Linked DNA regions of Mus musculus: region 2 is linked to region 1. A link is a contact called in public Hi-C data. All regions are on one chromosome and are shown on one strand. The core of a region is the stretch at or near the end of the contact, and the rest is flanking DNA. Distances in the headings are between cores, read along the strand shown. Region 1 overlaps Rbms1 (RNA binding motif, single stranded interacting protein 1). Region 2 has its middle 7.1 kb from the start of Gm39834.

Region 1 (6,362 bases), core at 3,813-6,312:
CTACACTGAGCAGCGGCTCTTTATGTTACTTAGCACTGGGTTGAGAGGAGCTTCATGGGATCTATCCAGTACAGAAACAGCCAGGTTAGGAAGGGAGAGGAGGCAGCTGATCCTAGTTACAGCACAGAGTGGCCACCCACAACTGCCAGGTCAGAAGGCAGGTTGAACATGTTTGGGGCTTATGCTAATATGCATCTCTCTGGGTAGTCAGGCAAGTTCTGTATCTGTCTTCCTCATACAACACAACATCTGGGGATCATACAGGGACACCTCACTCTTGTGAAACGATGCAGCGCCTACTGACGGACACCTCTACCACCAACTCTGCCACTGCCAGTACGCTACACAAAGCAGAGCATCTCTTCTGTGGTGCTATTTATTGTACTTGTGGTTGCACTCTGTTCATGTAATAGCAGAATGGTTATTCTTTGTACTGACTTAAGAGGAACACACAACTGTTGCATTCACTCATCGCTAGTGTGTGTTTCTGGTCTTTGCTGAAGCTTACTTTAAGAATCCATAATTATTGAAGGTAAGCACAACAGGGTAAGTGCGCAACCGTGTGCTTTCTGTTCGTCTTGCTACTTTCAAGTAAAGACAGTTTATACAGGGGCTACAGGATTAATTAATTTCATTATATAAACAGGTACCGCTGTCTCTGAAGGCGAGGCTTACTAAGTAATACGCAGATTTGCTCACTGATGCTTCCAGGAGATAAATCATCAGGTCTTAAGATCACCGACTGTCATGATTATCTTGCTGACTGAAGTCTGCCCCTATTGTGGATACTGGCTACTGGCAGAGCTGTGCTTTCTATTTCTGCCTTGGCTTCTTTCACACACACAGGGTGGTTGGTGATAAAATGAAGTCTCCACTCTTGCTTTATCAGTTTAATTGATCCTCATCCACTTTTCCTTATGTGTTAATTAATGTATGTATGAGCTCTCTTCTCATCTGTAACCCAGTTTCCGGGTCGATCCTTTGTGAGTTTCTCTGTCGTGACCTGCCTATGTGGTAAGCACTTAAAACCCACGTGTTTGCTAAATTTTGACCAAAACTGAAACATAAAATACCAACTGAATAGTCAATAACTAACATACCTTAAGCAGAGTTATTTTCTTTAGCCTAACTTCACCCAAAATAGAAGCCTTCCCCAAATAAGTTTGTGAAAGTTTCCTGACCTTCTAAGATGTCTTGGTGTCATATGTAAATTTCTTAAATGTATTTAATCTCTAAAAATTATACATAGCATAGTATTTCTCACTTATAGTAATTTTCTATAATATGTTCTAAGTTATCTATAGTCTACACACACACACACACACACACACACACACACAAACACACACACACACACACACACACTTATACCTATACCAACCATAGCAAGTTACCATGGGTAGCATGTTATCTGGCTTTATTACAAACCAAACTATTACTTCCCATTTGTCTCAACATTACTCCCCCATCTCACAAACTCACCCTGGCCTGCATAGCTTTAGAAACCCACCTTGGATCACCTTCTCCTCTTATGCACATGCCACACCCCTACACAGCTGATATACACTACCCAGAGGCTAGGAGACAGAGAATCTTGGGAGAGATCATGTTTGACCCCATACAGGGCAGCATCTCCCGAGACCTGCTAACAGGAAGGTGTCCAGGCCACTTGCTGGATTGAACGTCGATTCTGAATCACCCTTACTTTTATTTAGAAGGCCCGTTAATCTCTCTACTTCATCTGTGAACACTTTCCAACCCTGCAGCTTTGCGTATGGTAGTGTGAGATTAGCTGTCATTTCTTTTTACTCAGGCCCTTGCCTAGACCACACTGAACAAGGAACAGAATCTAGGAAAGCAGCAGTCATTGGAGAGGAGAACGGCAGTGCCCTTCGGTGTCGCATGTGCTGGAGAGTTTAACTGGGAGGAGGGGTTCTTTGCTACGTACAGCAGCAGCTCTGGCTTTTCAGCATCCTGAGCTGTTTCACCAGATCCCTTTGGGGTGAGCAAGAAAGGGAGAGAGATATGGTGGGCTACAGCCATTTACCCACTATCACTTCTCTCCCAGTCTGAGGTTGACTGTGAGATCAGCTTCCTGCTTTGGGCTTGGCAAGAGCCTATTTTTCTCCATAAAACCAAAGAACATTTTTTGTTTGTTTGTTTGCTTGTTTGTATTTTTGTGTGTGTGTGTGTGTCTGATTGCCCAAATCATTTATTGATGCTAAGTAAGACTAATCTTGGCAGCTAAGTGCATGCACTTCTGCACGCATTTGACTCTCTCCGGTTTAATTCATTTTAAATATTTATTGGGTACCGTTCTACATAAAGCACACTCTATTCACTGTCCTAAGGCAAAACTGCCTTAATATGCCATGTTGATTAAACATGGGCTTAGATATTTGCTACAATAGCTCCTTTAAATCCAGGCACTTTGAAGAGGAGAGAGTACAATGGACCACTTCAAGTCTAGATTAAAGGGAAGGACCGGCTTACAAGCGGAGGCCTCACCATAGGCTCCATTTATGTTCCCTGCCTTTTTCAATGCTAAGCCAGTGCCCCATCACTACTACTTGAAGAGCCAGGGTCTAATTAATGAGCAGATTTGCCTTCTCTGCCTATTTCTGTCAACCTTGCTTCAATTCCCAGGGTCAGTAGTTAGAGTCAAAGTCAGCTGACTCCATTCTTCCATTTTCCTAGAAATCACATGCCTATTGTGAAGATGCTGGATCATTAAAAGTCAGAGGCACGGCATCTGCGCTGCCCTGCTCCAGCCGCTCGCACTCCCGGCTCAAGAAGCCGGATGAGCTCATCCTAATTGCATGGAAAACTGAAGGTCAGTGCATCAAATTAATGCAGCAGCAGATTTCAAAGGGGCACATGACCTCCTCTCCCTGGTACAATTTGGTCAGTGAAAATGGGTCTCTCCTCCCCGCTGCCAATATTGTCAACAGGCATTCAGCAGAGAACAATCGGGAGTATTGAAACATGTAATTAAGTACTGCTTAAAACTACTCTATTCTAATTAATAGAGCCAATTTACACAATATGTAATCTTTTCAGTTCTTTAGTACAGTCCAATGGTCTTCAGTAAGCAGCTCTAATCTCCCCAGGCTCAGGAAAGAAAAGCTATTCTCCAGCTCTGTTCCCCCCTTTAAAGGCAGGGGCTGAAAGCCAACTTGTAGTTTGCGTGTTAACTCTACTGGCGCCAAATCCAGAATTCTGGCAAACTGGGAGTTGATGGGTTTCCAGCCAAAACTCAACTAGGGACAAAACAAACGTAAGCAATATGCAGACGTTGTGCAAGAGAGAGACTGGGCGCCACGTGAGATGTGCTTTTTCATACCATGAGGCTGGTTGTGAAACCTAAGGCCTTGGCGTCATCCGTCTACAGCCAGGACTGAGTATACTAAGGCGGCCCACAGAACCGTACCTTTGCACTTGTTGGTGGCCTTATCCAAAATCGCCTTTGTGGACACGATCTTCCCATATCTAAAACAAAAGGGAAAAGGAAGAAGTTACAAGGAGCTGTTATTCATGTCTAAGTCCAAAGAACACACAATTTTCTTTCAAACATCTGCAAACTTTAAAGTACAAAATGTTCTTTACTGAGGGGAAACACAAGGCGAATTCTGAACTTTAAACTAAGAAAAAAAAAAAAGGAATGGCCAGGCTTCCCCTTTGAAGCTCTATATCAAGTTTGATGTTTGGCTTTGAAGAACAGGTACTTTCCTGACAATCTTCAGGAAAAAAAAATGAACGAAATACTCTATACAAAAAAAAAAATCTCCCTTCTGATAACATTATGTCTGTGGCCAACTACAAAGCCAATACAAGGCCACCGATCTATTAAAGTTCTATGACCCACACAGCTCTTTATGAAACACAGACAGCATTATTCTATTCATCCCGGCTCGGAAAAGCGAGCTGTGTGGTTGCAGGCTGAGTGGCAGGTGTATATGTATTCTGCTTACCAAATTTAATGGCAAAAGATAGGGGTTTTCTCCTTTTGCCAAAGACTTCTATATTTATAAATATTACTAATATCACTTCTCGGCTGGAGAGATGGCTTAGTGGTTAAGAGCACTGACTGCTCTTCCACAGGTCCTGAGTTCAATTCGAAGCAACCACATGGTGGCTCACAACCATCTGAAATGGGATCTGATGTCCTCTTCTGGTGTGTCTAAAGACAGCAACAGTGTACTTATATACATGACACAAATAAATAAATCTTTAAAAAAAATTCTCGAGCCGGGTATGGTGGCGCACGCCTTTAATCCCAGCACTGGGGAGGCAGAGGCAGGCGGATTTCTGAGTTCGAGGCCAGCCTGGTCTACAAAGTGAGTCCCAGGACAGCCAGGGCTATACAGAGAAACCCTGTCTCGAAAAAAAAGAAAAAAAAAAAAAAGAAAAAAATTCTCAAAACAAATGGAAAATTAAAAAATTAAATCTAACTCAGCAATAACTGTTCAGGTGGCAAGTGTGAGCATGTGTGTGTGTATGAGATGGGCTGTGGAGACTACGGGACAGCCAACTGGGACTCGTCACTAGTTATATGATTGTGTTCATGAGAAATGGCGTTAAATCCCTTAAGGTGTCACAGAAACTGGGGAGAGGGAAAAATGCACAATGTTCTGATTTAGTGCGCTCCTGCTACAGATTAAATATCATTTACAAACGCAGACAGAATAGCCCCACCTCCCCTCAGTGCAAACCCTGAGGAAAAGCGCTACAACCCGTACTTGATTTCCAAACACTCAGGGCACTCTGAAATCTAGTATTTACAATTTTAAAATCAGGGAAAACTTTGGAGGACTGTGCAGGCGATCCTTCCTGAATCCGGGGCCAAAATTTCCTCACATCTGCATACAAAGTTCTACAATTCCATTTTCCCTGGTGCTTAATTTATACGTTTTAAGACATGTTCTTTTCTGCCTTTCTCATGATTACCTTTTGAGGATTAAAAAAAGTGAGTCTTCTAGCTGAGGAGGGAGCTGGGTGGCTGAGCACTTGTCAAGTGTGTCACAAGTACACTGAGGTCCCGAGGAAGAAGAGAACCTCAAGTGTCTTAAGTGTGTTAGGCAATCAAAGAGTTCTCCACTACATTTTATGCCGCTCTGAACATTCGGTACTTATGCTTGTATGTGAAAGCAGCTGACATACATTTGTCCGAAAGAACCAAATGGCGCGAGCCACCTCTCTTGTCCATTTAAGTCCCCTCCTTCCACTCTGTATAATCACGTAGTCAAGTGAGTTCTAACTAGGCATGAAAAGTAAGGATAATGTAAGGTTCAAATGATAATTACATCCAAGAGACAGCAGCGCAAACACCTTCAATTCCCCAAAGAAACCCTGAGCACTCCTAACGACATCACTACGGATCGCTGGGTTTACAGAAACAGATGTAAAGGAAGCACAGAAGCTAAAAACAAAGAAAGCCAGACATAACGATGGCCCTTCGGCAGTCGATCCTTTTCCAAGGTCATGGGCTTCCCTATTCCCAGCATTCACCCCCATGGGCAGTCGTCAACGGAAGCATTTCTTAGATTCTGTCGCACACTTCCAAAAGCAGGAAGGGCTTGTATGACCCCAGCTTTGAGTAAGGGCACAGTCACTGAAGGGATGATACTATGCCTGAGGTCTCTAAGAACCCACTGTTCTTTGTCAACTAGAGAATAGGATGTTCAGGAGGTCAGGGGTTGGCACTGTGTCCTCCGCTGCTGCTCTGAACACTTTGTGATGGCAAAGGTGTAGGGAAGTGGAGAGGTGACATGCTGGCCACACCACATCCCTGAGCTCTTCCTTCTCTGCCGCCTGTGACATTGACGCTCACCCTCGCACCTATGCTATCTGTGTTTCTCCTCACTGTGGGAGATGGTATCCACAGAGGCGCTTCCCATTCCATTCCCGTGGTCTGTTCAGGGGTGCCTGGTCCATTCTTCGTCTTTACTCCTTCCTTTAATTTAATAGTTGACCCCTGACCATCTTTATTTAGATACTTATCCAGAGATGTGGCTGTAACTAATGCTATTTCTCTTTCCTATCTTTTGAGAATACACACCAAGGATATCAAGTATTGGTTAGAAATTGTCTCGTGCCCACCACTGTCTAAAAAGCATCCCAAACACATGTTCCATCTCCTTCTTGTATCTTTATTCAATAGCACTTTACTCTCCTGTTCCTGCCAAGCTCAGGTTACCAGGGACTGTGTCAACTCTGAAGGCAGACGGTAACCCTGCTGAGTTTTGTCTCTGATGCTTCCAAAATTCCCTATACTGTCTAGACTTATTTAAACAGCACTAAAAAGTCCCCCAGCCTCCACGCCACTGGTCCTTCTAAGAGGACCCATCTGCTGCATCAATCTC
Region 2 (6,397 bases), core at 3,520-6,019, 580 kb after region 1:
CCACAAACAGGCTTCATCTACACATTTCCACGGGCAGCAAGCTTACATTCACTAAGTTACACCACCATTATAGTTCAGACGTGGACTATTGTCTTTTCACTTTAAATTTTCAAGTGGGGGGGAAAAAGCCTTTTATCTAATCAGCGAGGGATGATTATGTTCCTAAGGTCTTGCTGGAATACAACCTTATATATTACAAGTATTGTGGGAAACTTACGAATAGCTTGGGTGGACAAGGAAGTCCTAGGCTAAACCTTCTCTCTTAAGAACATTGGAACACACATCCCTTCTGTGTGGCCAAATGGCTAACATTTGTTAGACTTCTATAGTCCTTGACCATTCCTTAGACACAAGCAATTTATATCCACTAAAGACAAAAAGAATAGTTTGCTCAAATGATATAGACTTGTTTCCAATGTTTTTGTTTGTTTTGTTTTTTGTTTGGTTGGTTTTGGTTTTTGTTTTGTTTTTTGTTTTTGTTTTTCATGAGGGTATAGTGCCTTAGGGAAGAACTATGACATCTTTTCCTTCATTAGTTCATGATTGATGGATGAAGTAGTGAAATATACATGCCATATTAATTAAGGTGCTGATGCAAGTATTTTTCAAGAATATGCCTTTAGGGGCTAGAGAGATGGCTCAATGGCTGAGAGGACTTGGTGCTCATCCAGAGTACCTCTGTTAGGTTCCCTATATACACTGCAGCTAACAGCCATCTGTAAGTCTAGGACCAAGGAATTCAACATCCTCCTCTGGTCTCCATGAGCACCAGGCTCACATGTGGTACAAATGCATGCACGTAGCCTAACCACTCACACACACCCAATGAAAATAAATATTTTGTTTAAAAAAACAAACAAACAAAAACAAAATCCTGTTGTATGGTTACAGACGCATGAGACTCTTCCAAATCTCTTTTTCATGATCTTCCTACAAGTGTGCTGAGCGGGATGAGTTGGAGAAGTCTTCTGTTTGGGATTTTGCTTTGAACTCTGTGTTTTGATTTAAGATTGGGTTAGGAAGCAGGGATGGCAGTGCTCTGCTGAAAGAACAGGGTGCTGTGTTTGCTAGATTGCAAGGATACCTTGGCATCTGTAAAGTCAGCCTGCTTTTTTTCTATATCCCATAGCACTTTAGTCTCTACCTGCAAGATACTCATCTGTCACATGAAATTATGGTAACCAAAGATAGCACTGAAACAATCTGAGGAGGAAAAAAAAAAGTCTGCCGTTATCTCACAGCAGGTATATTCGATGTTTTTCTCTTGGGCGAATTTGAGATAACATATATGAACATGGTTTCAAAGCTGTAAAGTGCTCCTTCAGTATGCTTTGTTGCCATTGCATGGTTGGGATGACGTTGGTCAAGAAAGAAGACTTGTGATTGAACCACAGTTTGGGGCTCCGGAGCTCACTTCTGATTTCAGATTTGAGATTTATTAATTTGCCACTTATTAATTATTCAAAGGCCATACTGTTCTTTCGTTTTCCTTCTTCAATGTTATATCAGAACAAAGACTCATATAGGTTTAATGTAAAAATCAACATAGCCAGAAGTTAAACTTGGGGGCGGGCATTAATAGTAGGAGATATTTAAGGGTGTGCCTGAAATTCAAGGACATTTTGCGTCATTATCAGACACAGAGAATGGAAGACACTCAGAGATTAAGTCCTGAGTAAAAATATAAAACTGGTCCCCTCTGGAAATCAGTCTGGTGGTTCCTCAGAAAATTGGACATAGTACTACAGGAGGATCCCGCAATACCTCTCCTGGGCATATATCCAGAAGATGTCCCAACCGGTAAGAAGAACACATGCTCCACTATGTTCATAGCAGCCTTTTTTATAATAGCCAGAAGCTGGAAAGAACCCAGATGCCCCTCAACAGAGGAATGGATACAGAAAATGTGGTACATTTACACAATGGAATACTACTCAGCTATTAAAAAAATGAATTTATGAAATTCCTAGGCAAATGGATGGACCTGGAGGGTATCATCCTGAGTGAAGTAACCCAATCACAAAGGAACTCACACAATATGTACTCACTGATAAGTGGATATTAGCCCAGAAACTTAGGATACCCAAGATATAAGATACAACTTGCCAAACGCATGAAATTCAAGAAGAATGAAGACCAAAGTGTGAACACTTTACCCTTTCTTAGAAATGGGAACAAAACACCCATAGAAGGAGTTACAGAGACAAAATTTGGAGCTGTGATGAAAGGATGGACCATCTAGTGATTGCCATATGCAGGGATCCATCCCATAATCAGCTTCCAAATGCTGACACCATTGCATACACTAGCAAGATTTTGCTGAAAGGACCCAGATATAGCTCTCTCTTGTGAGACTATGCCGGGGCCTAGCAAACACAGAAGTGGATGATCACAGTCAGCTATTGGATGGGTCACACGGCCCCTAATGGAGGAGCTAGAGAAATTACCCAAGGAGTTAAAGGGAACTGCAACCCTATAGGTGGAACAACAATATGAACTAACCAGTACCCGGGAGCTCTTGTCTTTAGCTGCATATGTATCAAAAGATGGCCTAGTTGGCCATCACTGCAAAGAGAGGCCCATTGGACTTGCAAACTTTATATGCCCCAGTACGGGGGAACGCCAGGGCCAAAAAGGGGGAGTGGGTGGGTAGGGGATTGGGGGGGGGTGGGTATGGGGGACCTTTGGGATAGCATTGAAAATGTAAACGAGGAAAATACCTAATTAAAAAATATATATATAGTCTTTATTATTCAATTTAAAAGAAAAAAAAACTGGTCCGAGTTTGTGCTTCTCCCAGCTGACCGCTAGATTACCTCTTTGAACCTCTCTCCACATCTGAAGGAGCCTGATTACAACCACAGCCTGATGGTTCAAGGGCCTCTAGTAGGCCCCACATGTGGTTAGCCCATCTAGAAGTTTACAACATTGATGGTCGCTTTATCTTTAGATTCTTAGGATCTTACAAAATGATGGTGTCTCTCAGTACGATGAGCAAAATTGATGTGTTTTGAGTGCTTACGTGTAAGGAACCAATGGGCTCGCTACATATGAGTACACACACACACATACACACACACACACACACACACACACACACACACACACACACACACACACACTTCACTTTGATTCTTTTCACTTTTCAAAACACCAGAGCAGACAAACCGATGCTAAAGAGGTAATCTGTACAGCAACCCCTCAGACTAGAAAGGAAGCTGGTACTGCCGTTTCGTTCCAGCCACACAGATAACATTCAAGCTCTTAATGGAATGAAAACACATTACTGTCTGAAAGGAGGGTGGTGGCAGGGATAATGACAGAGAGTCAGTTTCCCCTCCTGAGAATGTCCATGTTGGGAAGACATGGTCTGCTCAAGCCTGGCTCCTCTTTGCACCGTGAGTTAGAACGCACCGATTTTCCTAAGGATTCTCTGACCTCATGGAGTTGCTCCCAAACCCATGACTCACTCCACACGCCCTGCACATCTTTTGTCTCACCATCAACTCAGAGCAATTGGAAGAGACTCAGAGATTCAATTCTGAAAAACAAACCTCATCATAATGGGAAATCCAATTAGCTCTAGATACAGTAGCTGCATCGGAGAAGAAACCACTGTAATTCTGCCTTCTGCAAAAATGGTTTAGCCGTTCATTAGGTAGCCCGTCAAAAATTAAACAACGCCAATTCTTTTTTTCTTGTCCTGATATCTAGCATTATCTGGAGAATTATATTAGAAGACAGATTACTGATCTGCCTTGTAACTAGATGTAATTCCTGGAATCTTTGTTTTCCTTCCTGTTTTATCTTCTCTTGTATGTCTCAATGTGCGGGAAAGTAATTATCTCTGGGGAGGCCAGGCTGCACTCCTGTTCATCTGTTTGGGGAGGGTAAAAATGATGATGTAGATAATGTTGATATCATTTTTAGCTTTGCTAAGTGAAAAGTGATATTAAACAGCGATATTATCATGCTTACTCTCTCAGATGCTTTGTGAAAGAAATAAAAAGAAAAAGTGATTGTTATCTGCTTACAGGAAGGGAAGCTGAAACCACATGACTTGCTTAATGTCTCAAATGAGATTATTGGTAGAGGTAGAAGTAGAAACCCAGCTAAGTGTTCGGCCTCGGAACGAGGACTTGCCATGTTGGCGAAGCTGGCACTCCCTGGGTTTCTCTACACACCTTGGGGTTTTTATTATGACTTTTTACAGATTTGACTTAGTCACATTTGATAAAAATCAATGTCTTTACTACAGCATTATGAAGTATAGAAAGATGCCTGGGATGTAATTTCTGCCCTCAAATGGAATCAAAGGACATGATAAATACAAAACAGCAATAATAGCTAGCATATGACAGAGACAAGAAAATTGTGTTAAAGCCTTTTGCAAGTCAGTAAAATGTGTATGTGTCTGTACTCAGAGTATATGTGTGTAGCATGTTTAGACGATGTCTCCTTTGGTTGGTAGTAAAGGAAAATAAAGGGAAGTAATTAGAAAAGAGAAGGAGGAAGGATCTCCCTTCTTGTAGTTTTCTTGGAGTTAGCTTGTCTTGCCCCAAGGTAAGATTCACAGTCACGAGCTCCTCTGCGGCTTCTGTGGGTCTGCAGTACGATTCTGCAACCTGCAGCTTCAGAGTTGCACATTAGGGAACAGCTTGATGATCTCACCACTCCCCAGTTTCAACGAAGAGACAACTGACTTAGATATGGACAACGCAGGAGTCTACAGAAGATGAGCATCAACAGCTCTAGCAGGTTACCAGCAGGGGGCTGGAAAAGAAAAACAGAAAGAGAGATTTCCGTAAGCAACCAAGCTGGCCTTTGTACAGCCTAGGTGCACTTGGGCACAGGTCACCTGAGTGCCTCAAAAAAAATCAGACTGAGAGCACCCCCACACCAACTGTCTACTTCCTACATTTCCTCCGGCCCTCACGTTATGTGGCATTTGGGGCACAGCTGCTTTCATTTTGCATTTATGAATAATTTGAGACTATATTTAGGTATTTCCAGTCATTAGGTACCTACATTTCTGTATACAGCTTGAAGATTTTTATCTTTTTTTTTTCAGAATTCAAGAAATTTATGAGAAAGAAAGCTCTTAATATTAGGTCACTTAGTCAATTACCGCTTTTCCTGCCTAATGCAAGACTATTCCCTAAAGCCCTGTTTCTAGCTCTCTGTTGCCTATTTTTAAATGTACTAACTGATGGTGATTCTGCCACTTCACTCAGGAGACCATTATCCTGGCTCCCCATCCTGGGTGTCAAGGGGTTTTCCCTGGTAATTAGCTGCATCTTGCTATTTCTCCTCTTTCCCATTATCCCTAGTTATCCATTCCCTTGTAACAATATTATTTCTTTCACATTGGTTCTATATTTTTAGATACTTTCCACAATTCTGTAAGCCCCTCTAAAAAGGAGCTGAGAGTCTTAGTACCAGCCCGTATCTTAATTATTCACACTGCTACAGGATGAAGCTGGAGTTAATGGAATCAGCCACTGGGTTCTCCTGTTTCTAGCAATGTGCTGCATTAGCCTGTGCCTGCATCTCTGCTTGTCTGCATTGATTTTATCAGTCTTAGGTCATCTTCTTCCACCAAGCAACGACTCTTTAAGCATACTGTGTCTAGGTTATGTGAAAGTATACAAGAAACGGCCACTTTATTTTCTGAAAAATGAGAAGTGAGAATATACACTTTATTAAAGTTCTAGGTGTGTTAAGTGATATTGGGTATGCAAATAATTTAGTGACTATTCCAGTGTGCCCCAATGTAATAAAAGCAGGCAGTATATCTGTCCACCATATGAATAAAGATTTTGAATCCAAATAAATACCTTGCATTTGCAGCCTTATCACATGCTGTGTGTATGATCTTATCAACACACGCATTACATAATATTTCATGGTTTACATGAATGAACATTTCCTGAGGGAAGGCAGTATTTGGTCTTGTGCATCTCTAGTCCTAACGAGTCACACTTAAGTTGACCCTACTCCTCCAGTCTCAGTGGTGTCACCTATGAAAGGCAGTGAAACTATTCAGACAAACTGAGTCAGACACAGTTTCTGCCATGGCTCACACCTTCTTTGTCCATTTTGAATTTTAGCCATCACTGCAGATACCAGATGTGCTCAGGGAAAATCTGACGACATTTCACCTCCATTGTACCTTACAGAATACTGGCATCTCCTAAGGGACGTCTACAAGAGCCTGGTTTCAGGAGAGCAGACAACCATCTCCTAAGCAATAGCTCTCAGGGGAAATATTTGCTGATCGCAGCTGGGCAGTGGCATCTAATAGGGAGACGCCATTGTGGGACATTTTTAACATCCTATGGTGTGCAAGATAGCTTCTCAAAATAAAAGATTGGTCTGTCCCAAATGTGCTGGCTAG

What was found. A called contact is a pair of places that touch in the nucleus more often than the background predicts.
Region 2: a contact with region 1 is called in a Hi-C map of olfactory sensory neurons, with 2.1 times the contacts expected there. The contact joins two enhancer-like sites. A contact is called at or near these places in 8 of 484 Hi-C or Micro-C datasets (the AML12 cell line, bone marrow-derived macrophages, brain and 5 more) and 3 of 115 datasets of contacts at active chromatin or transcription factors (embryonic basal ganglia, embryonic hindbrain and epiblast stem cells).

The regions. Positions count from the first base shown.
Region 1 is chr2:60,794,254-60,800,615 of GRCm38.p6, forward strand. It overlaps Rbms1 (RNA binding motif, single stranded interacting protein 1), which reads right to left. Exons shown (of 14, transcript NM_001141931.1): 3 at 3,431-3,489. Among named protein-coding and RNA genes, the nearest start is that of Rbms1, 84 kb to the right of the region's middle. Within about 2 kb of position 5,063, at least 10 of the 459 cell types and tissues checked have an H3K27ac peak or open chromatin away from gene starts, as enhancers often do. A contact at or near this core is called in olfactory sensory neurons, where this site is marked.
Region 2 is chr2:61,374,437-61,380,833 of GRCm38.p6, forward strand. No RefSeq gene overlaps it. Among named protein-coding and RNA genes, the nearest start is that of Gm39834, 7.1 kb to the left of the region's middle. Within about 2 kb of position 4,770, at least 9 of the 459 cell types and tissues checked have an H3K27ac peak or open chromatin away from gene starts, as enhancers often do. A contact at or near this core is called in olfactory sensory neurons, where this site is marked.